Linked DNA regions of Gossypium arboreum: region 2 is linked to region 1. Evidence: chromatin contacts called from public Hi-C data. All regions are on one chromosome and are shown on one strand. The core of a region is the stretch at or near the end of the contact, and the rest is flanking DNA. Distances in the headings are between cores, read along the strand shown. Region 1 holds the start of LOC108483718 (very-long-chain 3-oxoacyl-CoA reductase 1-like). Region 2 holds the start of LOC108480297 (telomere repeat-binding protein 5-like).

The links. A called contact is a pair of places that touch in the nucleus more often than the background predicts.
Region 2: a contact with region 1 is called in a Hi-C map of leaf, with 2.8 times the contacts expected there. The contact joins the promoter of LOC108480297 here to the promoter of LOC108483718 in region 1. A contact is called at or near these places in 2 of 5 Hi-C or Micro-C datasets (both in leaf).

The regions. Positions count from the first base shown.
Region 1 is chr1:8,486,684-8,493,766 of ASM2569848v2, reverse strand. LOC108483718 (very-long-chain 3-oxoacyl-CoA reductase 1-like) reads left to right here and starts at 2,910. Exons shown (of 3, transcript XM_017787277.2): 1 at 2,910-3,944; 2 at 4,033-4,102; 3 at 5,079-5,513. The coding sequence starts at 3,307. The coding sequence ends at 5,333. It overlaps LOC128292221 (a long non-coding RNA gene), which reads left to right. Exons shown (of 3, transcript XR_008282256.1): 3 at 19-508. It also overlaps the pseudogene LOC108482836.
Region 2 is chr1:8,640,365-8,647,487 of ASM2569848v2, reverse strand. LOC108480297 (telomere repeat-binding protein 5-like) reads right to left here and starts at 3,243. Exons shown (of 9, transcript XM_053027047.1): 1 at 2,771-3,243; 2 at 1,367-1,550; 3 at 389-1,253; 4 at 87-293. The coding sequence starts at 1,447.

The DNA of each region.
Region 1 (7,083 bases), core at 1,661-4,160:
CTTTTATTTATGTGGTAGTTTATCTACAAGGAGTTGGGGCTTTTCTTCAATATTTGGGAGCCAGGCATCATCTAGAGGGACCGCAGCTACTGAATCTCCTGAAGAAACTCTTCATGATGCAGAGAATATGTCATCAACAATCCAACTGAGAGAGGTATCTATACATTTTAAAGCCTTGCACTTGTGTGTGAGAAAGTGTTGATGACTTTGTTTTTCTTTATAGCAGCATATCTTGCCTGTCCTAAATTCACTTCCTTCATGTTTTCCCTTGGTGATCTCAGCCTACGTCAATCTTAAGACCACTTGAAATGTCAGAGAATGAAGCTACAGAAATAATTATCACCAGAATACTTGTGAAATTGTTAGTGTTTTGGGACACTTTATCCGGATGAAGTATGAAGCTTAATCTGGAACTTATACAACAACGTAATAAATTCAGATGAAGAATGAAGAAAAACTTGAAGTACTTCAAAGTCTGGTGACTTTGAACTTGAAAAACAGAATAGAATTGAAAGCAAAGAAAAGGGAGAGTATTTTTGATGAAATTCTAATGAATTTTCATTACATTGAACTTTGGCATGAAGCTATTACATATTCCAGACAATGGCTGGTCTAAACTAACAAATACATCACCTAAACATTACCTAACTCCACTTAATTCATTGGAACTAGGTGAAATTGACTTGCACACTTAGGCAAAGCTGGTAATCAGCTCTTTTACTATCAAGTTACATCAATTGTCATCCAAACATAGTTCAAAATGAACTAAATTACAAAACATTGTTAAAAAGTAACAAAATGAAACTGAGATGAAACAGTAGCATTAACAACTTCAGTTGCATGTATTTCATCCGGCAATACTGCAGCTGCTACTTCTTCATATTTCATCCGCAAGACTTATGTGCATGAATTCTTACGTGCATGAATTTCTCTTTTGTTGCATGAGCTGCATGGAGGGCCATTCTCTAACAGAAATCCTACTTTGATATAGTCCGGAAGAACATTCAAGACTTAGTGCCAAAGGCTATAATGCACTTTCTGGTAATACTGTTTCGTTTAACTCTCCTGCTGGTTAAGTTTAAAATTATTATTCTGACAAATCTAAAATATTTCCCCCCTCTTTATCAGTTCAGGTCAATCATACAAAAGGAAACCTCCATAATATTTTTATACAAATATTGTACCAAGTATGTCTCTTTTGGTTGATGGTGTTTTTGAAGTATATCATGTTTTAGTTTTCAACTTGCAGAATAGGTAAATGAAAAAAAAAATGGTTATTTGCCTCTCGGTAGTTGTGGTTGACATTTTTTTCTTATATGAGCGCTTGAAATAATGTTAGTCATGGAGATATTGGTGTTTTAATTGCCCAAAAATTAGATTGCAAATCGATGTATACAAACAGAAAAGGGTAATGATGGAATAATTCTATCATCTGACATTATTTAATTCAACTTTCAGGAATGTACGAGTGAAAGATGTGCTTTTGCAGTAATAATTAATGCAAAATTCTTGCACTTACATGAATGTTGTTCTCTCTTTCTTCCCCCTTTCCATTGTTACTGTTGTGGAGATGTCTGTATGCATGTTTTTACCGAAGTCTGAACCTTTGGATACACAGAGAGATCCTTTTCGAACAGCTGTTGCAGGAGCAGGACGAGGTAGTTTGCAAGACGAAAGCACGCGAAAGAAGTGTTGCGTTTTTGAGGCAAGCTGTTAAGGTTTGTAGTTACTTCACTTTGTTTATGTTGAGGGAAGTTTGTTTAACTCTTATGACATCCATTCATATTTCAACTTTTTTACTAGTCGTTCTTTCATATTATGACGTTTGTCTCTTTTGACTGAAACAATTTTTCTGCCTTCATTAGACGCTAAATGAAGTTCCAACACAGGACTACAAACTTGGGTATTGATGCTAGTCCCGGATTACCAAATTCTCCCGAGATCACCAACGGTAAGAGAAGTTCATCTTGTATGTTGTCATCCAGCAAGCCCAGAGCTCGGAAACTACTCTATCCAGAAGAACCACCATTGTGTTTCAGCTCCAATGTTGGACTCCGCTACTAGTTGGTTAGAATGCACGTCTCAGTTCCCAGATCCCACTGATTGAATTTGGTGCCTAGCCAGGGGATTAATGCATCTCATAAGTGATAGGCTTGTTCCTAGATTACAGTTTACAGGGCTTCATACGTTCTAGAAGTGAAGTTTGGTTAACTGGATTTGCTATCTCAATATTGTTTTTATGAGTGTGTTTCAATTTTGCCCCTCACTAGTTGAGTTTTGTGTTTACATGCGAGAAGAGAATATTCATTTTTGACTAATTTTCATTTCATTTTTCTTTAGGCATCCATGTTCAATCATTTGTATTTGATTAATATTCGAACGTGAGTGAGAAAAAGAAAATTGGGTGCATTCTAAATTTGGGTCCTGTTACATTTCTTTTTGCTCCTGTAATCTATAATTTAGTTGAACGATCACACCTGCTGTAAACAGTCCTAAATTTACTCTTCTGTTCTTTGAAAAGAAAAATGGAAAACAAGTAACCATCAGAAGAAATTAACATGGACTGCAAACAACACCTACATCCTATAAGTAAATGGGATAAAATAAAATTCGTCACCTCAATTAATTTAAAATTTTTTCATTTAATTGGATCAAATGCTTACGCATTTACCTTATTTTAGGGGGTGAATTTTTATTTTGGCTTTAAAAGAAAATTGACTATGAGTATGGGTGTTTTAATGAAGTATATATTTTTAGGTGAAAGTATCCCACTAGTCCCTATAATATGAAAAGAGGAGCAAACAGCAGAGCATTTAAGTCATTGTATTTTTTAAATGTAAGCAAATTGGTAAAATTATTAACGTTTGTACTGGAAACTATCCAAAGGGATGACAAGGTAAATGACTTTTTTTGGTTTATTATGGAAATTGAATGACTAAACTGCAAAAAGGGTAACCGTTGGGAGTAGCCCAAGAGCAATTAAACCATTGTTTTTAAATCAGCTAGTTCGCACGTTTCTTCTCCTCCACTGTGCTTTTATTTTCCTGTAAATACCAAAGCCCCTCAACAGTCAAACTCCTAAGTAGTTAATGAAGGTGGTTTTCAGCTCATCTACTTCACCCACTATTTTATTTTTTCATTTATAGATAATCAATCCTTCCCTTTTTCTCTTTTTGAATCCCATCTGTTGCTGCCTAACGGAACTGCTAAAGATTCCCCTCTTCGTTATCGTGCGCTCTATTTATATCCCTTAGATCTCTTTCTTTGGTATTCACACAAGTTTCAAGTTTCTCCTCTACGTAATCCATGGAAGCCTGCTTCTTCGATACTCTCAAGGCTCAACCTTTCTGGGTTATTTTCCTTTTCACTTTGGGTTCTTTATCACTCTTTAAGTTTTCATTTGTTTTTCTGAAATGGGTCTGGATCAATTTTCTTAGACCTGGTAAGAATCTCAAAAAATATGGCTCCTGGGGTCTTGTTACTGGACCAACTGATGGTATCGGCAAAGGATTTGCCTTTCAGCTGGCTAGGAAAGGGCTTAATCTTGTCTTGGTGGGCCGTAATCCTGATAAACTCAAAGACGTTTCCGATTCAATCTTGGCCAAGTATGCCAAGATTCAGATCAAGACAGTTGTTGTCGACTTCACTGGCGATCTTGATGAAGGCGTGAAGAAGATAAAAGAAACTATTGAAGGACTGGATGTGGGGGTTTTGATTAACAATGTTGGGATTTCATATCCTTATGCCAGGTTCTTCCACGAGGTTGATGAGGAGCTGTTGATGAATTTGATTAAGGTTAATGTTGAAGGTACCACAAAGGTAACTCAAGCTGTTTTGCCTGGGATGGTGAAGAGAAAGAAAGGCGCAATTGTGAACATTGGGTCTGGTGCTGCCATTGTCATCCCTTCTGATCCACTTTATGCTGTTTATGCTGCTACTAAGGCGTAAGTGTTTTGACACTTGCAAAGCTAATTGGGGTTTGATTTCTAGCTTTTAGCATCTAAAGTTGATCTTTCTCTCGGATTGTTTCAGGTATATTGATCAATTCTCTAGGTGCCTTTATGTTGAATACAAGAACCGTGGGATTGATGTTCAGTGTCAGGTAATGTTTGCTAATATATGCCTATGATTTACTGCTTTGATTCCAGGAGTTCTAAATGCTAGAGTAAGGCTGTTTTTCATGGAACTTGAACATCTTTTATCCTTATACCATTTCTGGATTTGTCTAAGTAGCTTGGCTATGCTTTTTTTTTTTTTACTATTTCGAAATCTGATTACAGGAAGTGTTCCACCACCTTATTTGTTAGGTTGAGTAATCAATAATTGAAGGATGACTATAGAAATACCATTATATGTAAATTACAGTTCAATATTCTACCTACAAACAACCTGATTTGCTAAACATATAGTGATTCTGAGATAAAGTTTTCTACAAGTAATCTGTATAGGCCGTTTGTCCTGCTAAGTTATCAGAAATTAGCTACATATAATTATCTTGTTTTCTTGTTTCAAAAGGCGTCTTATTTTATCTACTTCACCTGAAATGTTGACAAATTTGATTTGCTTATTGAACTTACTATGGTCAAGAAATTATTCTATTTAAGAACCCTGGGATATTAAATTGTTTATATTAGCTAATTTCTTTTGGGGGAAAAGAAACAGTTACTGTTTTGGACCCATCAACTCTTTCAATCACTTTTACTCTCTTAGTATAACATGTTATTACGAGTGTATTAAGCAAGTTTGCTTGCAGTATAAGATGGTGAACAACGTTTTATTCAATCTCTTAGTATAACTGGATTTGCAATCAGAAGAGATTAACATGGACTGCCAACAACTCCTACATCTTATATGGACGTGTGCAATTTTGTCTATGAATATAATTTGTTTTTCTGTTGGACGTGTACAAGATAAAAGTTGAACTTCTATGAATTTGATGTATTTAGGTTGGTTGAAAAAAGCTATAGCTTACAGAAGGTTGTACCTTAATGGCCAATAATCTGGGTAACTTAATATTGCGAGCAGCTAGACTCTATTCATTGACATTCTCTGATCAATCAATGAGTTTCTTAATGCAGGTTCCATTATATGTGGCAACAAAAATGGCATCAATCAAAAGATCGTCTTTCTTTGTTCCATCAACAGACGGATATGCTCGTGCAGCAATGCAGTGGATAGGCTATGAACCTCGTTGCACACCCTACTGGCCCCATTCCATCCTTTGGGGCTTAGCTTATTCACTGCCAGAGAGTGTGGTTGATGCATGGCGTTTGCGCTTTTGTCTTGGCATTCGAAAGAGGGGGCAAATGAAAGATTCTAGGAAGAAGGAATGAAAACACATTGTTGAGTCTGTTCTATTTTCTGTTCATGGAGTTCAATATTTTACTTGGATGAATGAGATCCACAACCCTTTATAATTTTTTTTTCAGGCATTGCAATTGCATTGTGACACTTCCATTATGTATTAGGATGCTTAGGGAAGGATAAGGATGAAAGTATACAAATTATATGAACCCTTTTCCTGCATGATTTACTTTTACAAGTTTAAAGTGTATGTCATCGCGTTTATACAAAAGATATCAAAGTATGTCAGGTCTTAAACATGCAACCTTAGTTGGTAAAGTTGATTTCAATCTCAAAGGACAACCTACACACCCCCAAAAGAAAGCAATCATAAAATGAAATAATAATATGATTACAATTCGACTAGAAATACCTGTGTAATTTGGTGTCTCTGTTTGGGCTGGTTTAAATGATGTCCTAAGTAATAATAGGCTGCTGTTTTCATTTCCTCTGAAAACCTTGATCGAAATACCCACTCAAATGACACTTGGGAGCTCTAGCAGATTTTACTTATAAAACAGGTAGTATATTTAATTTGGTATAAATTTTTTTTCATGGATAGCTTAACTTGACCGTAATGATTAAAAAATTGAAAGGGGACATTGGTTAAAAATGAATGGAAGGGCAATTGAGGTGGTCTTGTTTAAATTGGCTTTTGTTTTAAGTTTTTACTTCTTGATATTCATGCAATCATCAAAGGACACTAAGCATATTAAGATAGAGTCATGTTCAAATTAGGAAATAAAGATATGAAGTATTTAGGAATACTTTATGTGCAAGTAACGTCTTTCCTAAGTAAAGAAGGGAATCTAAGATTTCCAGGATTCTTAAGTCTATGAGAAATCTCTCATCGAATATTTTGCCGTCAAGTCTCTGTTCTGAACCAAGTTCGTAGCAATCAGGGTAAGTCTCTATCTTGTTAGGTTTGATTGTCCAAAAAGCTAGGTTTGCATACATGTGTGAATTTTATAAGTTTTGTTTGTCTAAATAATCTGTGTGTTTGTGTATGTCGCGAACCAGTCGGACCATCTACTAGCAAGGATAAAGGCAAAGTTAAACTTTTTTAATTCTCAATTTTCAGTGAGTGATCTGGGATTCGTCATAATTATGTTAACTGTCATGTTTTTCAGTGTGAGTGGTTAAGAATTGCTTTAAGTATGCTAGACTTTTCAAGTTCTGCGGTGTAATTTGTAAACCCATGAATAGTTCCAATATTTAATTGGAATTGGATTTTTGGCCTTTAAATATCCTCAATTGTAGTATGGCTCAAAATGAAGAGAAAGCCTAGTCGATGCTAAATCAATTCATAACCCTAAGAGTGAAGGAAAAAAAAGAAGCCCAAAGAATGTCGCCATTTCCTTTCTTTTAAGTGTCACGACCTCGCCGAGGCCGACAAATGGCATCAACAAATCATGCGAGAGATCAGCCACAAGGTCGCGAAGATTCAGAACAAAGGCCTCAGGGAACATCGACTCTGCAACTTTAACGACAAGATCAATAAGCTTATACAATAGAAAGTCACATTTGGAATGACATATCGTTGAACACGATAGCCTTTTGCCAAACACACCCCTAAAATGACGGATTTAGAAGGGAACATTGTGCATGTTTTGAACCCTAGCAGACGTGGCCCTGGGTATCAGTATTTCGAAGCTGCAATGAAGTTGTCAGGAGTTAGGGACTTGTTTGATAAGCCATTGGAGTTGTGAAAAAGGAGAACTAGATATGATATTTATAAAG
Region 2 (7,123 bases), core at 1,994-4,493, 150 kb before region 1:
TAAATAAAGATTTAGAAACAGTTAGCAAAGCTGCTGTTGTTTGCTAAAACACCAAGAAAGTAACGGTGAAAAAGTATGGAAATCACCTCCACGCATCTTTGGATATACGCCTGAAGCATTTCCATTGATGCTCTGCTCAGGTGAATCGGAAATACCCTCACTGCTGATTCCTCCATCTGAATTTGATACTGAGCTATAGTGTAAAAACTTCCTTTTTTTGAAAGGATAGTTCCTTTCGGATCTTATGCGCTTGTAAGCACTCCTATCGCAGTAAGCAGATTTCAAATTCTCATCTGAAGGATATTACATAGTTGTCAATATCCCCATTCAACTGTGCCAAACAATTTACTCAAAGTTAAGATGATTTTAACTTTAAGAAGCCGCGTACCAGAATTGGATAGTGTCACATCATTCAATCTCGGAGCAACTTTCAAGTATTTAGAAGTCATTGTCTTCCTTATTCTTCGGTCTCCAATGAGTGGTGTTGGCCTAAATGGTTTCTTTATGGGGCCAAGGTAAGTACACCTTGAAGATTTTTCATCATCATCTCTACTAACTACCTTTAAATCATCTCGCTTACCGGGAAAAGAGCTAAGGTAATTATTGAACCCATATGAATGTGTCTTGCCACTACTATCTGAACTAACTAGAAGAGGAGGTTTACCATCCACAACTACAGGATCCTCTAAGGGGCATGTATCAGCCACTTCTCTAATAGATAACTTATCAGTTCGATCCAGCTCCTCATGTATAGGCCCTTTATTTTCAAACTCTAGTTTAATACGACCACCAGAAGCCCCGCACAGAAAGGGACCAGTCTCTACCTTACAAGGCAAACATCCCGTTTCATTCTTGATTTTGCCATTCATTAACTTCAGAACACCAGATCTTTCTGAGCAATCAGAAGTTGTTACAACAGAGGTAAGTCCAAAATGGGTGTCATTTTTAAGGCTCGGTGATTCTCTAAAACTACAGCTTCTGAGGTCATTAGTTTGTGAGACAAGTTGAGAAACTATGAATTCCCTATCATTGCTGTATTGATCGCATGTTTCTAGCTTCGATGACTGGCTTCCATCCCGCCTTTCTTCTTTAACAGTATTCTTTTCAACTTTAGACGGATCTTCAGCACTTGACGTATTACTAAAGACAGGAGTACTTTCTTTATCTAGTAATAACTTCCCAGCTACGGTGGCCAGTAAGTCGAAAGCACTTATTCGGTTGTCTTCAACTCTCTTTTTAAATGGAACCCTTTTCTACAAATAAGGTGACAACAATAATTTAAAAGAGATCAGTGTTTTTGCAACAGGAAATAAAGGTAAATATGAAATAGAATACCATCATAGTAATACATATATATATATATTACCCTGGCTGATCTGGTTGCTCGTGGAGTAGCAGGCACCTGATAGCCATTGAATCCATAATCTAACCTCTTCTGCAACTCCATGCTTCAAAGACCATAACATTAAGAACACATCATATGCAATTCACCAACACCTTTGAATCAGTTCCAAGAGACACAAGTATTTCATCTCAAATCAGCTTAGACCCTAAAAGGAGATGAATAGGAGAGTTAATTCTAAATGAACTTATACTTAATGTATAATCAATTATAAAGTTTACTTTCATTTAAGGAATAAAATTCAAAGAACATAAAATTTCATTCTCAAAACAAAACGCAATCCTTTAACCAATAAAAAGTAATTACAAGATGGAAACATGTATATGTCAAAGCCACTACATTTGGATCCACAACAAGTCATCAAAATTAAATCTAAACCACAAGCTATGCTTATGATTTTCAAGCTTTCACTGGTTATCTTCAACTTTTACATAGAAATTCAGGCCTCCAACTCCATTCATTCACCCCCCCCCCCAAGAAAAAAAATTGAAAAAGAAAATAAAAACAATATAGAGACTTTGTTACAATTGTGAGTAAAACCAGAAGCAAAGGGCTCTGTCCTAGAATTATAACTTTAAAAAAATATCCACATGATCTAATGAGAAATGAATAATCCATTAAAATGGGCTTTCTATGAAACTTTAACATTCAAGGAATGATGTGACATTTAAAAAAAAAAGTTTTCTTTTTTTTGAATTCTCAATTCAAAACATCAAACTTTTACAAATTCAAAAGAAAGAACTGGAGAAGAAATCAAAGAGGTAATTAGCAAATTAAACTAAAAAAAGAACCCTTAAACCACAAGAAAAACCTTGACAAAAAGATCCCCAATCCCAAATAACCAATTCAGGCGTCTATATGAGTAATTCAACATAATTTAGATTTGTATTTCTTCTTATATGAAGATCTAAAACCCTGAAAAAAGATTCATCTTGAAAAAAACCCAAAAATGAAAATTTTAGAAATAACTGATAAATGGAAAGAATATGAAATCATCTCTTCGGCTTTTCCAACAAATTGCCTCCAAAATCCCAGATCGAATACGTTATTACCCACAGAAAAAAGAATTCAACGTTAAAAGGTGACAAATTTTAAGAATTTTCCAAAGAAAACTAAAAAGAGAGGGTGAAAAAAGTACATGCATTTGATTGCATAGAAACTACAAAAGATTAAAAAGAATATAACGTCGGTGCCATTAATCAACTTTCTCCTCAAATTAGAAATTACCACTCAAATCGTATATTTCCCTCCACTTTCTAACCATTTGTCGGCAACCAAACACACACACGCCAAAAGAAAACCCGTGAAAAAGATCAAAACCTGGGGCGAATTCGCAAAAGAAAATGAACAAAAGCTCGTTTTTCTCACCTCTTAAACAATGAAATGTTGGATCAATATACGAAATTCTCAGCCAAACATAAGATCACATAAAGAAAATAACAGATTCGAAAAATTTGTCTTCATAGCAGAAAAAAAGAAAACTTTCTTCCATTTTTTATCCCATTATCTTCCCGACAAAACAAAAAGAAAAATCTCAATGTGCTTTCCAAACAAAACCCATTTGAGATTTTCTCACACAATTCTAAATTTCATTTTTAAAAAAAATTTCTTGTCCAAAAAAATTATAAATTTCCCTTTTTTAATTCTCTCTCAGATAGCCGAAAACCCTCTGAAAACCACCCAACTTTTTGCTTAAACCCCAGCGCCTTATAACATTGACCTCGTTTACCGGACGTATTGGTAGTTACCATAAACCTCACCGGTTATAGCCGGTAAGAAGGAAACCCCACCTAAGACTAGTTCTTCGTTGATGGGTGACCCACACCAGTGTTTTCAGTCCCCCTCTGATCTTGTAACAGGTGGATCCATATTCAATCCTACGATTATGAGAGAGTTGCAGGATCGAGAAAAACGTTGGGTCACAAAGAGAGTGACTTTATTTTAGTCTTTTTTTGGATTGGGTTTTTAATTATTAATAATTTTGTTGAAGGTAAGGTAAACCGTTCACACCTTCACTTACATTTTCATTCTTTTTTTAATATATTCATATTTTTTATTTTTTCTGAAATCTTTTGCCTCAAACTTACCTCTCACCAATCTTTTGTCACAATCCAATTTTACTCATTTGTAGAAAGGGTGTAATTTTGATTTCATCACTCTATTTTTTTTTTTGCTGAAAATTGGGAATAATTTATATACAACAAATTCAGGTATTTAACAATAATTGAATTAACTTATCGATTTTTCATAAAATACAATAATGATGAATTAAAATTAATTTTTAAACATTAAAATTACTATAGACTAATATAATTTACGTATTTTTTATGTTTGTTTTACTATTTATAAAAATTAATTCTTTAGAATAATGTCATATTTAAAACGATAAAATAAAATTTTATAAGAATTTTTTTCTTTATACAATTATACCGAAGCATTTTTCAATTTAATTATTAAAAATGACAAAATCTTCATCACAGCAACCACACTGTGGAAGGAAGGAAGCGAGTTGAAGGGTGAAGCAGATGAGTACATTACGTGCTCTATTTTTATTTTATTTTTTTGAAATTTGTTTATGAAGAAATACGAGTGCCACGTAGGAAAAAGCACAATGGTCCTACGTGGCAAAAAGAAAGGCTTCCATTGGTCTGTTTTTGGTGCGTGTTATCGACAACTTGTGTGTGGTCTGCTTTTTATTTTTTATTTATGGGTTAATTTCATTAGAAATCTTTAAATTATGACTCAAATTCTATATTAGTCTCAAATTTCAAAACAGTGTAATTAAGTCTTTTTGTCAGTCTAGTCTATAATTTGAATATTAAATAGTACAATTAAAAACACTTTAATCAAATTATAAACATATGTGTACCTACTAAATTGTTAACTTAAAATTAATGTATTAAAAAATAGCTTTCATAAATTTTATTGTCAATATCCAAACTGACATTTAATGTGAGATTTTAAAATTTGAAAACCAATTTAAAATATAAATTCATATTTGAGGATGCCTCTTGAAATTAACCTTTTTTATTATTAAAAAAACAAAACCAAAATGGGCCCGCCGGACTAACGGCGATATGGAATCTCCGTTACATTTAACGTTGACGGCTTAGGTACGTGGATAATTCGAAGCCAAGCGGGGAAGCAAAAACAATTGTCGAAGTATGAGGATAAGGGGTGTGGGGTCCGTGGCGGGTCCTACACCAATGGTGGCCCCACATTCTTAAAATATGATAAGTTAAGTGACACGTGTATAGCGTGCTAGAAGAGCGGTTTTAATTAAATTAGGGAATGTGATGAATTTCTCTTACAGTGCAAGGATTTGAAGATTACACGTGGTGAGAAGGGAGTGAGTGAGCAGTACAAAGATTCTATTCACTCGGCGTGAGTTTAGAATGATTATGTTAGTTGCATACACTAGGCGAAGAATGGCAGAGAGGAGAGTTAGTTTAGTGACGAAATCAGGACCGCTTATCTCACATACAAGAAAATGAAAATCACGTGTCTCCAATTAAATGTATAATAATTAGTTTTTCCTTTAATAACAAAAATTATCATACTTTTTAACTTTTTTTTCCTTTTGATCCTTAGATGTTAATGTATTTTAGGACACAACCCTGTTAATTAATTAATTAAAATATTTATATGAATACATAAAATAATTTTTTAAATCAAAAAATTTACTTACTAAATATCATTAAAAATATTTATAAAATAATTATCAACAAACTTGGATTAATGTAAATAATTATTAAGATAAACAATAATTAATTACAGCAATAATAGAAATATTATGATACTTATTATGATTTTATTACTAAATTTATAATGTGACATATTTATAGCACTCATAAAATTAAACTAATTTAAAACTTCAATTATGTACTATTTTTAGTCTAATATCTTTAATATTTATTTTTATTCTCGTTATAATTACATTTAAATCCAATACATATTTAATAATAGACTGCAATCTCATCATTACAAGAATCATCTTCATCATTATAGTGATTAATCATAGACTAAAGTTTTAGCTTTCTTAATTCTTTTTATCTCTCAATTGGTAACAAAATTAACATTGAATTTTTTATCTTTCAATATGTCTATTAATGGGTTTTAAATTCATCAATATCCATCTCATCCATGAAAACTGCTCCATCGTCTTCATCTCATTTGCAGAAACATAATTTTCAAGTTTGAGATCAATACTGTCTGGAAATCCCAACAAACAATGGTTTGCAACGACTATAATGTGGGTTGCATCGAGTGTATTTTACATGTCCCTTTGCTGGTGATTTATTTATACTAGAAAAAAAATATATCTCAAATTAGAAGGCCCTTTTAAACAAACCCAAAAAAAAGTGGTTGGTAAGGTAAGATTAGCAATGGGTTTACTAATATCATCTGCAAATCTAAAGTAAAGCCAGCCCCAAGGTCGTTATTCTTGTCTTCATCTCTAACCAGTGTAAGAAAACAAGAAAAATAAAAGCATGATTGTGGGTTTTGATGGATGAAAAGAAAATTTTATGAGAGTTGGAGAGCTGCAAGGGGAAATCAAAGAGCCAGGCTAGATGAAGGGGATAGAAACCCAAAAAATTCTTTGATTTTCTGGGTTTTTCTTTCACTCATTTTTTCTTTGTAATAATCAACACCAACAAACTCAAAAGGAAAAGATCAAATTTCGAAGATGGAATCATGGATGTCATTGAACGCTTCTTGGTCGGAGAAGATGCCGGTGAGCAATGGCATCAACAGTGGGAAAAGGCGACTAGGGCTTTTTTGTTTTAGAGAAGAAAGATTGAAGAGGATGAAGATATTTGCCTTTTTCTTTATATTTTAAGTAATAATAAATATTGGGTAAATTAGCTTTTAGTCCCTATAGGTTAGACCTGATATGAGTTGAGCCACCTGTCTAAGCTTGAAGGTTCCTCTGAAAAATAGTAGGGTCTCCATACCTCCCTTGGGGAGGCTTAACGGACATTCTCTCTTTGCACTGCTTTTGCCCTAGCGTGCTCGCTTGCAACCATAGGTGGGATTTAGCTCGCTATAAGCCAAATAAACCAAGAAAAAATCTCTATAACGTATCCCGGTGGTGGATCAAAGCTGTGCTTTGACCCTCGAAGCCCTTAGGGGGTGTTTTCTCGTGCATACAAGGATTGGTGTGCTATGCTATATATGAATTTCCCAAAGGGCTATAGAAAGAAAAAGGATGGCAAAAATATAAACTTGAAAAATGTACTTGTATAAAAAAATAATACCTGTTTTCTAAACAAGTTGAGCCTTGAGTAAGATTTTTTTGGCCCAAGCTTGGCCTGATCTGAATTTGCCTAAAAATATTTCTTGCTATTGTTTATTGTTGTTTTGCTATTTTATTATTACTATTTTGTTAGTTTGAATATTGTATAACTTTTGTTTTATTGTTAATTTTGCTACTATTTTAGAGACATTTATTTTCTAAATTTTTTTAAAATATATTTTCAATTTGTTGGGAACATTTATTATAATATATTATATTTTTAAATTTATTTTTATATTAAAAATATAAAAATTTAATCTGAGTAAGCTTTGATTGGGTTCACATTTTTTTATCTGTATGAGACTTAAGCAAAATTTTAAACCAATTTTTTGAGTTTAAAATGAGTTTACAATTTTGCATTGGCTCAACTTATGATCATGTCTGCTATAGGTGGCACAAGATATTGATGACATTAAATGATGTGA